Linked DNA regions of Bombyx mori: region 1 is linked to region 2. A link is a contact called in public Hi-C data. All regions are on one chromosome and are shown on one strand. The core of a region is the stretch at or near the end of the contact, and the rest is flanking DNA. Distances in the headings are between cores, read along the strand shown.

Region 1 (5,306 bases), core at 1,717-4,216, 46 kb after region 2:
AAAAACCAAACACAAAAATGGCATCGACTAACTGATCTGACTACACCATCAAGTGGAGAAAAACGATGTATAATATAATAATTGTAACCTAAACTATGCCTTTTCCCCAAGCAATAAAGTGCAGTTTAGATTATTTTAACATTCACTTACATTCTTACGCCATGAATGACAGAAAAAGATAGTTTTTTACAATAACTTTTATTCCAAATTTAACCTTATCTCCTTAAAAATAAAGCAAAAATTTACACGCATAGCATTTTACTTACGCCCTTTTAAACTTACGATATTAAGACTTTACTGCTCCGAACAGAGTATTACGGAGTCGCACTTTATACTTTTTTTGTAAGAATATTTTGAGTAATTTTTTTATTTTTTTTTATTTTTAATTCATATTCATTCAATTTTTTCAATTTAATTCCATATGATTAACAACAAATATTGTATAACTATAGATAATTATACCTGAGTTAGCTATATTGTACCTTGCACATCGGTGGGGAAAATGGATAAGAGCTTTTTAAATCACAACAACATAATCCCCATCAAATTGTTTTATTTATTAAATACATGTCAGATTCGGTAAAATGGTCTGCACAAACCACACTGGAGCAATTAGGTTTGAAATAATTGTTGCTTCTTTTTTCTTTTATTACTCTGTTATTAAATCTGTAAAAATGTAAAAACAAATTCCAGTTTACAGATTTCACTTCGCCGTCCATTGTACAGACGTCTGTTGCATTCGTATCTGATCTAGCGATACACGGGGTGTTCGAATCCCAGGCGGGTACCAATTTTTCTAATGAAATACGTACTTAACAAATGTTCACAATTGACTTCCACGGTGAACGAATAACATCGTGTAATAAAAATCAAACCCGCAAAATAATTTGCGTAATTACTGGTTGTAGGACCTCTTGTGGGTCCGCACGAGTAGGTACCACCACCCCACCTATTTCTGCCGTGAAGCAGTAATGCGTTTCGGTTTGAAGGGTGGGGCAGCCGTTGTAACTATACTTGAGACCTTAGAAGTTATATCTCAAGGTGGGTGGCGCAAATGCGCAAATGGCAGCGTAAATACGCTGTAGATGTCTATGGGCTCCAGTATAACCACTTAACTCCAGGTGGGCTGTGAGCTCGTCCACCCATCTAAGCAATAAAAAATAAAAAATTATGTGACTCCACTACACTTGTTCTGAAATAGCCCTATTTCATCCTTGTCTTGCATGTAACCGTTATTATGTGTGCGAAAGAAATAACTGCGAAGCAAAATAATAGGATTTAATTTCTTGAAGTACTAATTTGGTAAGAATAACTGATTTATTTCAAATATTTATCATTTTAATAAAAATTATAAAACGTTAATAAAAATTATAAAACTTACCAAAAATACTAAATTTCATGTTGTTTTCTCTTTATAAGCGTGTTTTTTACATCTTTTTACAGCGCATTTTAGGATCGTTCCATTCGACGGTCGGCGTGACACTGACGGCAAAACAGTGCTTAATATGAATCTAAGCACTGTTTTGTTTGGTTACTTTTGACGCCTTTACGCGGGATCTAGTGGTAATATATCGATGACTAGCCATTACAAAATATAGAGGGTAGTTTTTTTTTTTTTAAGATTGCTCTTTTAATTGGTTCTACTTAATTGAAGAACGAGCTCAGACCCTTTTTAATATTTAGTCCTCAAAGGAGCTGGCTTTTGCTTGTTGCAGGATAGGATGCGCACTAGTAGCTACTATCGTCCTGCCTATTTCAGTCGCGAAGCCCTCATTTGTTAAGATTTTAAGGATGATTATACAATTCAATTGAGTTGACGATCTGACATCACAAGGTGTGGCGGCATTTAAGCCTGTCATAACTATGGTACTATGCAAATATGGTGTTTAATTAATATTAAAATCCGGTCTCAATGTTTTTTTTATTTGTTTACTAAATAAATTTTGGTTTTTCCGATGTTTGCCGATTCGAATTTCCTTCAGCTACAATTCTCATTACGCTGCGAGCTGACACTCCTGTAGCCTCTGCTACTTACTAATTTATTTATGTTCATATATTATCATATTTGTGTTCAATACTTTCTTTGTCTTGTCACCCTTTCGTCTGAGAAAAAACTGTGCACATTGTAAATTAAATTTTTCACTAGTCGTGTAATTGTGGTGTGGTGGACCCATCTTGGGATATTTTATCTCGTGTATGTTTGGAATAAACTGGTGAGAACAACTTAATCGTCTAACCGTCGCGGTGGTCGACTCTTAGATTATACACTTAAGGTCGACGGCAGACTGAGTTAGCTTGACGTTTGTCTACCTCCCCGGCCCTGCCGCTCACATACCACAGGCGGCTTCAGCGCACCTATACTAAACTAATATTGGGCCGTTTTCCAATTACAGCACAAGAGCGCATTATGCGGCATAATGCTCAACTAAGCTTCAGCGTAATTCGGCATTGTGCGTCACTGAGTCGCATTATGCTCTGTAATTGGAAAACTACCATTAAGTAATGGTTAATTGGAAAACGGCCTTGATAAACTTATCTTTTTAGATTAATTTGAAGTTAATATGTCATGTGTGTCATGTATATCTTTACTCACTGCTTCACTGATCTTCGACAGTATCTGGGGCTAACCGCTTCAATCGGTATTAGGAGTCATCTACTTACTCTCTGCCTCGAAATGTGTTAGACACCAGCGCCTTTCATGGCGATTATTGCGCGTACGTGTGTTTGCTAAAATAGTTTAATAGGCGTTTAGACTCAAATTTGTAACCAATTTGCCGCCTACAGAAGAATGCGGCTTATTTTTGTCCGTGGCATTATGGTCTCTCGGTGCTTTACGCTCTCAAAGCACCGACTGCCTTTCAAAGTTTGACGTGCAACCTAGCATATGAGTTTCTCGCCGGATTCTCTCAGTGAGTTGAGATTCCGATCCGGTGATAAACTGCGAAGCGCTGCGCTTGTTACTGACCAGCGTTAGCAGCTTTTTCAAATTGAGCCCGTGAGCTTACCTATCGGTCCGTAAGTAGATAGGATAGACTCATAGGCTACCAGCGAATACCAGGGGAAAATAAAAAGACTTATCGCCGTCTCCTCTTTTCGAAGGCCACAAAAATGTCTACTGCCTTAGTAATCAATGATCAGCTTGTATTAACCATTCTAAAAATCTTAAAAGTACAAAATGCGCCACAGAACATGGCTACGTACGAATTTAGTACACTCACTAATACTAAAGTGCAGTGAACTTAGTGTATTGAGAAGCTTAGATAGTCGAGACCGGACACGTTCGAACAGGACTGCGTTTTGCAGTGTTCCTTTACCTTTTACCTTGTACGTAATTACTGCTCGAGCGATAGTGAGGAAAACATCACAAACTGAATCGATATTTTCACCGATTCGATAATTACGATTATCGATATATTGATTTAATGTCAATTCAAATTCAAATTTTGATAAACTATACATTGTGTCCGATTTTTTAAAGAATTGAGATTGAGAATTGAGATTACTACAACTAAGTAAAGTTGATAAGTAGCAACTAGAATTCGAGGTGGTTGGGTTCGCGTAGTGATCATTCAAGGCAGTTGCTTTCTCTTTGTGTTCTATAAAGATTTTTATCTCTGTAAACCATTATATGAATAAGCAGTTCATAAGATAATTTATAATTTTAACAGAGAGATGTTACTGAAATAAGCGAATATCAATATAAATGCATAACATTAATCGATAACAATGCGTAATCGATGCTCCTACAAATGTACACCTATCTAAACCCAAGACCTACAAAAACGAAACTAAACTCTTAAACCAAACAAAAACCGCCATGCTTCGCCCGGGAGCTATTTAACTTGAATAAAAAGATTTAATCTAGTCATTTAGTGATAAATATTAATAATGACAAATAGAGTATTATATATATTATTTAAAAGAAATTAAAATGGGGCAAATTTGTAAATTCCAAGAAATTAAAACAAGAAAATACTTCGCCAATACCATGAAAATTTTCAAGACTGAACAATCACTTAATATTATTAATCGCTTTAAAAGTGAATTCAAAGTAGTGTACTGTTTGAGTTTTTTTATGAAACTTGTTTCAAGAATCAGATTCAGTGGGTAAGTAATTAATTTAGTATAAACAATAATAAGTTTTTTTTTTTGTAATTCTCCATCTTTATTTGTCTTGGTGTAAATTAAATCTTAAATATTATTAATCAAAGAATTTTCTACTACTTTAGTCAACAAACAAGCACGAATGGCGAGTGGCAGCTCACCTAATGCTATGTGGTCACTGCCAATGGACATTGGCAAAACATCTTTTTTTTATTGTTTAGATGGTTGGACGAGCTCACGGTCCACCTGATGTTAAGTGTTTACCGAAGCCCATAGACATCTACAACGTAAATGCCGCCACCCACCTTGAGACCTTGAGTCAGTGCTGCCAACTCTACCAACTTTTCGGTAAATCTACCAACTTTTAGTGTCGTAATCAAACATAACACTTTGTAGCAAAAATCTACCAACTTTTGAAGTTTTCAAAAAGTTCAAATCAAACCTCCATGAAAAAAATATTGAAACTATTTTTTTTTTTCGTAATATTTACAATTATCACTATTTTCTATTGATATTTTGAATATTAGCGGCCTCTAATTCTGTTTTATCATTGGATTTCTAATAAAAATAGTTCCAAGATGTCTTATCCAATCGAAAAGTAAATGAAGGATGCCAGATTCTTATTGGAGGGTCTCAAAGTATGGGTGATAGATCTACCAATTTTTCATAGTAGGGTTTGTTGGAAACTACCAACTTGTAGAACCCTATTTCCCACCTTGACGAATATCGAGTTGGCAACGCTGCCTTGAGTTGTAAAGTCTCACTTTTAACAGTACAACGGCTGCCACAACCTTCACAACCGAAACGCATTACTGCTTCACGTTAGAAATATTCAGAGTGGTGGTACCTACCTACCCGTGCGGACAAGACGTTTTACCACCAGTAATTATAATTTTGCGGGTTTGATTTTTATTACACGATGTTATTCCTTCACCGTCGAAGTCAATCGTGAACATAAGTTAAGTACGGATTTAATTGGAAAAATTGGTACCTGCCGGCGGGATTCGAACACCAGTGCATCTCTGCATATGAATGCACCGGACGTCTTAACCTTTAGGCTACGACGACTCTGTTTACCGTTAAATTCATGCTTTAAAATTCGATTAAATAAGTACATTTGGAGAACATTCCATAGCTCCGAGGGTGCCATTTTGTTTAAAGGAAAATTAGTCATTCCATATATTTTTTTGTTTTTCCTGCCT
Region 2 (5,885 bases), core at 1,541-4,040:
CTTCACGAATGAATCTACTACCGGATCGAAATCGCAGAAGCTCAGCAGGCTGATGCATACTGTCGAAAACTGCCGAGTTTGACGAGGAAGGTTATCGGGGTCCCTAAGTCTGATCGTAGCGTTGGAGCTGAAGACGTCTAATGCAAGAGTTGGATCTGATGGATCCGTAAGGGCGTGTCTAGGGCGTCGATATATTGAACGATCAGTTCGTTCATTTGGTATTAAGTTGTTATACCTTTTCTTTTTCCTTCTTGTTAGCCGTCTTGACCAGTCTTGAAAAGTCACATTGTCAAATCTCCGTCTGAGTCTACGTCTTTTAGTCATTGTAGGTCGTATATCCTGTCAAAGAGGTTGCACGCCACGAAATTTAACTTTACCGATATCATGTCATTTATGTTTAATTAGAAAATTCTTATTTTTTTAAGGGTTTTATGTCAAAATGGTCCCATTCTTAAAATTCAAGTCGTCGTGGCCTAAAGGATAAGACGTCCGGTGCATTCGTATCGAGCGATGCACCGGTGTTCGAATCCCGCAGGCGGGTACCAATTTTTTTATGAAATACGTACTTAACAAATGTTCACGATTGACTTCCACGGTGAAGGAATAACATCGTGTAATAAAAATCAAACCCGCAAAATAATAATTTGCGTAATTACTGGTGGTAGGACCTCTTGTGAGTCCGCACGGGTAGGTACCACCGCCCCGCCTATTTCTGCCGTGAAGCAGTAATGCGTTTCGGTTTGAAGGGTGGGGCAGCCGTTGTGACAATACTGAGACCTTAGAACTATATCTCAAAGTGTGTGGCGCATTTACGTTGTAGATGTCTATGGGCTCCAGTAACCACTTAACACCAGGTGGGCTGTGAGCTCGTCCACACACCTAAGCAATAAAAAAATAAAAAAATTCATTGAACTCGGTTTAGAACTGTTGTATATTAAAAATGTAAAAATATAGGTATATTTAATATTAAAATCCTAAGATTCCTGTTCTTGTTCATGTTTAAGCGTTCGCGCTTCGTTTATCGGATTATTATAATTTTACGCCGCCGGTAACTACATTACCGATCCTGCGGACAGAATGGAAAGCAGTCGACGTCGCCCAAAACACGTCATCTCGGATCCTCCCGATCCACTAACGGTGCTTTTAGGTACTTCAAGCACCGGTCACCGTTCTCGTCGAACCCGTCGCTTGCGAAGAAGGGCTCGACGAGTAAATTAACTATCAGACACAGCCCACTGAGTTTCTCGCCGGATCTTCTCAGTGGGTCGCGTTTCCGATCCGGTGGTAGATTCTGCGAAGCACGGCTCTTGCTAGGGTTCGTGTTAGCAACGTCATCAGGTTTGAGCCCCGTGAGCTCACCTACAAACGTTAGGGTTACGCTGAAATAGCCCCTAAGGCTATCAGCTTAGGTAGGAAAATTATTAATAATAATAATAATAATTTTACGAATATTGTAGCGGTCTCAATTAAGTTTTCTTCTAGTTGTATGACGTTTATCAGCGTGGAATACCAGTACCGTGGCGCGCACTACATATGCATACTAATAAGTTTAAATAATGGATAATACTCCCAGTGTGTTCGTATCGAGTGACTATGTCGATAATTATTGTAATATCGTAATTAATCCCTAGAAATTATAATTTGCGTAATTACTATATAATTTAGACATAGGTCTCTTGTCGCAAGATACGTGGCGGTATGTACGTTGACATATCTTTAAGCTCCAGTAAACACTAAATATCGGGTAGGTCTTTAGTTCGTCTATATATATTCGCAAAAAAAACTGAATCACTAACCAATCCTGGAAACCCACGTTTAATTAATGTGAGCTAATAGTTAGTATGCAGAACGTAAAAACCTTGTTATGTAACTGTTTTAATACAAATAGAAAGTGCAGAATTAATGTATTGAATTCTTTAATATTCATATCTACTATGTGTATTAGAATAGATCGCGTATTTTTTGGATTTTTTTTATTGAATCTTAATAATACCATATATACTAAATAGCAACAACCCACCTAAATTGTACATAACATCAATGATTTATATATTTAGTTATTTTTTATTTATTTTTATATTATAGTTAGTTAGAAAAAAATATATTATTAATTTATCCCCGCTGTTACAAGGTTACGTTGTTGAATTTTGACGAATTGTCAGATGTTACCTATTAAAATTACCTCACGTTAATATATAATATTTTAACTCGCATAGTGGCATGACGTATTGTGAGACCGCGTTGGAATAAATATTGACTGGAATAATTATCGTTGGAATAATTATGTACTGCCTTTAGTATTTATGCACTTCATTTCGAATAATAGAAGCGGTGTTATAATAAAAATAATGCGCACACAACCTTACATTTTAAGTGGGGATACCAACATTCTTGCACCTGTGTTCCGTTAAACATTAAATACCAGTTGGTCTGTAAACGCGGCTCGGTATTCAAATGCGGAATTATTAATACGAAGCGGGAGCTCATTGTATTTGGTCTTATCTCTGGGCTTCGTCTTTCTGGGCAGATAAAGTATTTATAAATACAACACAAAACGTTTCGTCAAAATCGGTTCAGATGCTGTTTTCGGTACGCGTACATCATCGGTGATAATCCTAATCTCACAAATCCTTTGAACCTATACAAAGTCACTTTGGTTTTCGTTGTTTTGTACCTGTTCCATGGCGTGGTTTCGGAGGATTTATCTGAAATGATCCTCATCATCAATACCTTACGGCACCTCTAGTCACCGAGCCAGACCTCATCTGTGCTTCCTGGAACCACGGCGCGTACTCACAGTGGAATAGATCCTCACGCCCAAGCACTACAATTGTTCTACCACAAAAGACGTTCGAAAAGATTTTTCGGAACTCAATTTTGTCGAGCGACAATGAGCAAACATCAGCAAATGGGCCATACATTAACATGTCTTCAAAGGGAACAAAAACATATATATTGTATACATATATTATACTCGTAGCACCGGGCGGCATACGGAGTTCTACACTAATATAGAAAAAAAATGTACATTATTATAAAGAACAATATACTTTGGTGAGTAGTCGAAGATACAGAGAATTATAACGGTAATTATAACGGTCTTCTTTTAGCTCTGCAGATGTGCCGATATCACTACATAGTATAAAACAAAGTCGCTTTCTCTGTCCCTATATCCCTATGTATGCTTAAATCTTTAAAACTACGCAACGGACTTTGATGCAGTTTAGAGCGATTGAAGAGGAAGGTTTATATGTATAATAACATCCATTAAATAGTGGAGAAATCAATAATAAATTACAGTTTCCGAAGCGAAGCGACGGCGGGTCGCTAGTGATAAATAAAAAGCTTGAGCACGCGTGATAGCGGTACTCTTTTCACGTCATTACGGATCCTCTCGATCCATTAACGGTGTTTTTAGGTACCACAAGCACCGGTCACCGTTCTTGTCGAACCCGTCGCTTGCGACGAAGGGCTCGACGAGCGAATTAACCCACACAACCTACTGAGTTTCTCGCCGGATCCTCTCAGTGGGTCGCGTTTCCGATCCGGTGGTAAATTCTGCGAAGCACTGCTCTAGCTAGGGTCAGTGCTAGCAACACTGCGGTTAGAGCCCCGTGAGCTCACCTACATGTTAGGGCGAAGCTGAAATAGCCTCTTAATGCTATCAGCATAGGCAGGAAAAAATATATTATCTTCTTGATTAATATAAGAATGTAAAATGTGTGCTTTGTACGTACGTGGTTCATGCGTCCGTTCGTCGTTTATTTGATTGTGTTAAACCTTTGTACTGTTGTGGTTCGTACTTCGTGGTAGGTTCTGGCGTTGTACCCACAACGAAATCTAATTGGCGCGTAATTGGTTTCAATAAAACTGTATAAATATCATCGTGAATGATCAAATAAAAGACGTACGTTACCAAAGTAAAAAAAAATGTGATTTTCAAAAACACGTTTGTTTGATTCTAAAAATATATTTGCGCCTTCACAGACTTCTCAGATTCAGCCTTCTCACGAAATCATACTTTATTTTATTGGAGCTAGAGGTCACTTCTGACACCTTTTAGCTGCTAACCGCCATAGATACTTTTGAATGTATAAAAAGATAAGTTTATGTACAAAATACATGGTCGCGGGGAAGGTTATGTTTCGTACAATACTGTTTTAATTGAATCGTTTGAACAGAAAGATAGATTTATGTTTATGGGTGGCGCGCTTAGAAATTGTATTCCCGATCCTGCGGACAGAATGGAAAGCAGTCGACGTCGCCCCAAACACCTCATTTCGGATCCTCCCGATCCACTAACGGTGCTTTTAGGTACCTCAAGCACCGGTCATCGTTCTCGTCGAACCCGTCGCTCGCGACGAAGGGCTCGACGAGTAAATTAACCCTCAGACACAGCCCACAGAGTTTCTCGCCGAATCTCAGTGGGTCGCGTTTACGATCCGGTGGTAGATTCTGCGAAGCACGGCTTTTGCTAGGGTTCGTGTTAGCAACGTCGTCAGGTTTGAGCCCCGTGAGCTCACCTACTAGTAAAGGTTACGCTGATATAGTCTCTCAAGGCTATCAGATTAGGTAGGAAAAAAAAATTACAAAAAAAAATTAGAAATTGCACGAGTAGTGTTATCTACTTTACCTATTACCATCCAAAAGTGGTTCTTAAAACCATTAAGCCCGGACCACGTCTTACTGTGAGCAAGGTCACGAGAATAACAAGGCGATCGAATCGTGTTTTAGTATCCTTACATTTAAGGAAGTAGGTACCTACTGATCGTCATTTGTTTATTCAGTATGCTAGCACTGTATATGACGATTATGTTTAACTACTATAACCCGGCCCGTTCTTCTGGACAATATATGATTTGACTTTGATTCGATCATCATTAAACTTAACAGGATCATCCGCTGAAGATTGTTTGAAAATTTAATCGATATCGTTCCCAACGTTTTGGAGTCTATAGTGAACATACATTTAATATAAATGAACATAATATTTTATTAAATCCGCGCTGTGGATATTAATTATTTTATTTCCACAAATTGAATTGATGCGGTCAACGGCACAGCACTATAAGGAAACGATGTTGGATTAATCCTTTCGAAGCGTATAATAGCGATATTACTTTACTGTCATCTGCTCAAGGCCTCCGGTTCACCAGCAATACGTAAAAGATTAGATATAGAGAAACAAAACTAACCGGTAAATAAAGAACACTACATCAGCCTTCGTGAAGAGCCAGTGAAGTAAAATCTTTCCTAGTACCACAGGCAATTTACTAGGAACACAATCAGGCCTTCCCTTCATTTGATTCTTCGGGTCGTACGCCCTTCGAGATACATTTCATTTGTCTAATTAAAGATAACACAAATCACAGGTCACTTCACTATGTTTTGTTTTTGTTGTTTTTGTTATTCAAAACGGCCGCGACTGTTCCGTCGAACGATTGCGTCCGTTCTCGCTATCGGCGCTGCACGTTCTCCGGCCGGCTCTTGCGCAAGGTTACCCGTAAGCCATAAGGGACACCTGTGTGCTCAGTGCGAGTTTTTTAACGTTCTCGATAGCGTAAAAGTTAACTCATCTTTGTACGGATTTTTTTTTATATTGCTTACATGTGTGGACGAGCCACAGTCACAGCCCACCTGGTGTTAAATGGTTACGGGAGCCCAAAGACATCTGCGAAATGCGCCACCCACCTTGAGATATAAGGCCTAAGGTCTCAGTAAAGTTACAACGGCTGCCTCACCCTTCAAACCGAAACGCATTACTGCTTCACGGCAGAAATAGATGGGGCTGTGGTACCTACCCGTGCGGACTCACAAGAGGTCCTACCACCAGTAATAACGCAAATTATAATTTTGCGGGTTTGATTTTTATTACACGATGTTGT

The links. Hi-C and Micro-C count contacts between places; a contact is called where the count stands out from the background.
Region 1: a contact with region 2 is called in a Hi-C map of posterior silk gland, with 1.9 times the contacts expected there. The contact joins two enhancer-like sites. A contact is called at or near these places in 4 of 7 Hi-C or Micro-C datasets (midgut, posterior silk gland and whole pupa).

Annotation. Positions count from the first base shown.
Region 1 is chr25:9,045,750-9,051,055 of ASM3026992v2, forward strand. No RefSeq gene overlaps it. Among protein-coding and RNA genes, the nearest start is that of LOC101743010, 5.2 kb to the right of the region's middle. Within about 2 kb of position 2,967, at least 7 of the 8 cell types and tissues checked have open chromatin away from gene starts, as enhancers often do.
Region 2 is chr25:8,999,986-9,005,870 of ASM3026992v2, forward strand. The region is part of intron 4 of Brf (TFIIB-related factor); the gene reads left to right. It also overlaps a transcript of LOC692861 not described here. Among protein-coding and RNA genes, the nearest start is that of LOC692861, 5.2 kb to the left of the region's middle. Within about 2 kb of position 2,791, at least 1 of the 8 cell types and tissues checked has open chromatin away from gene starts, as enhancers often do.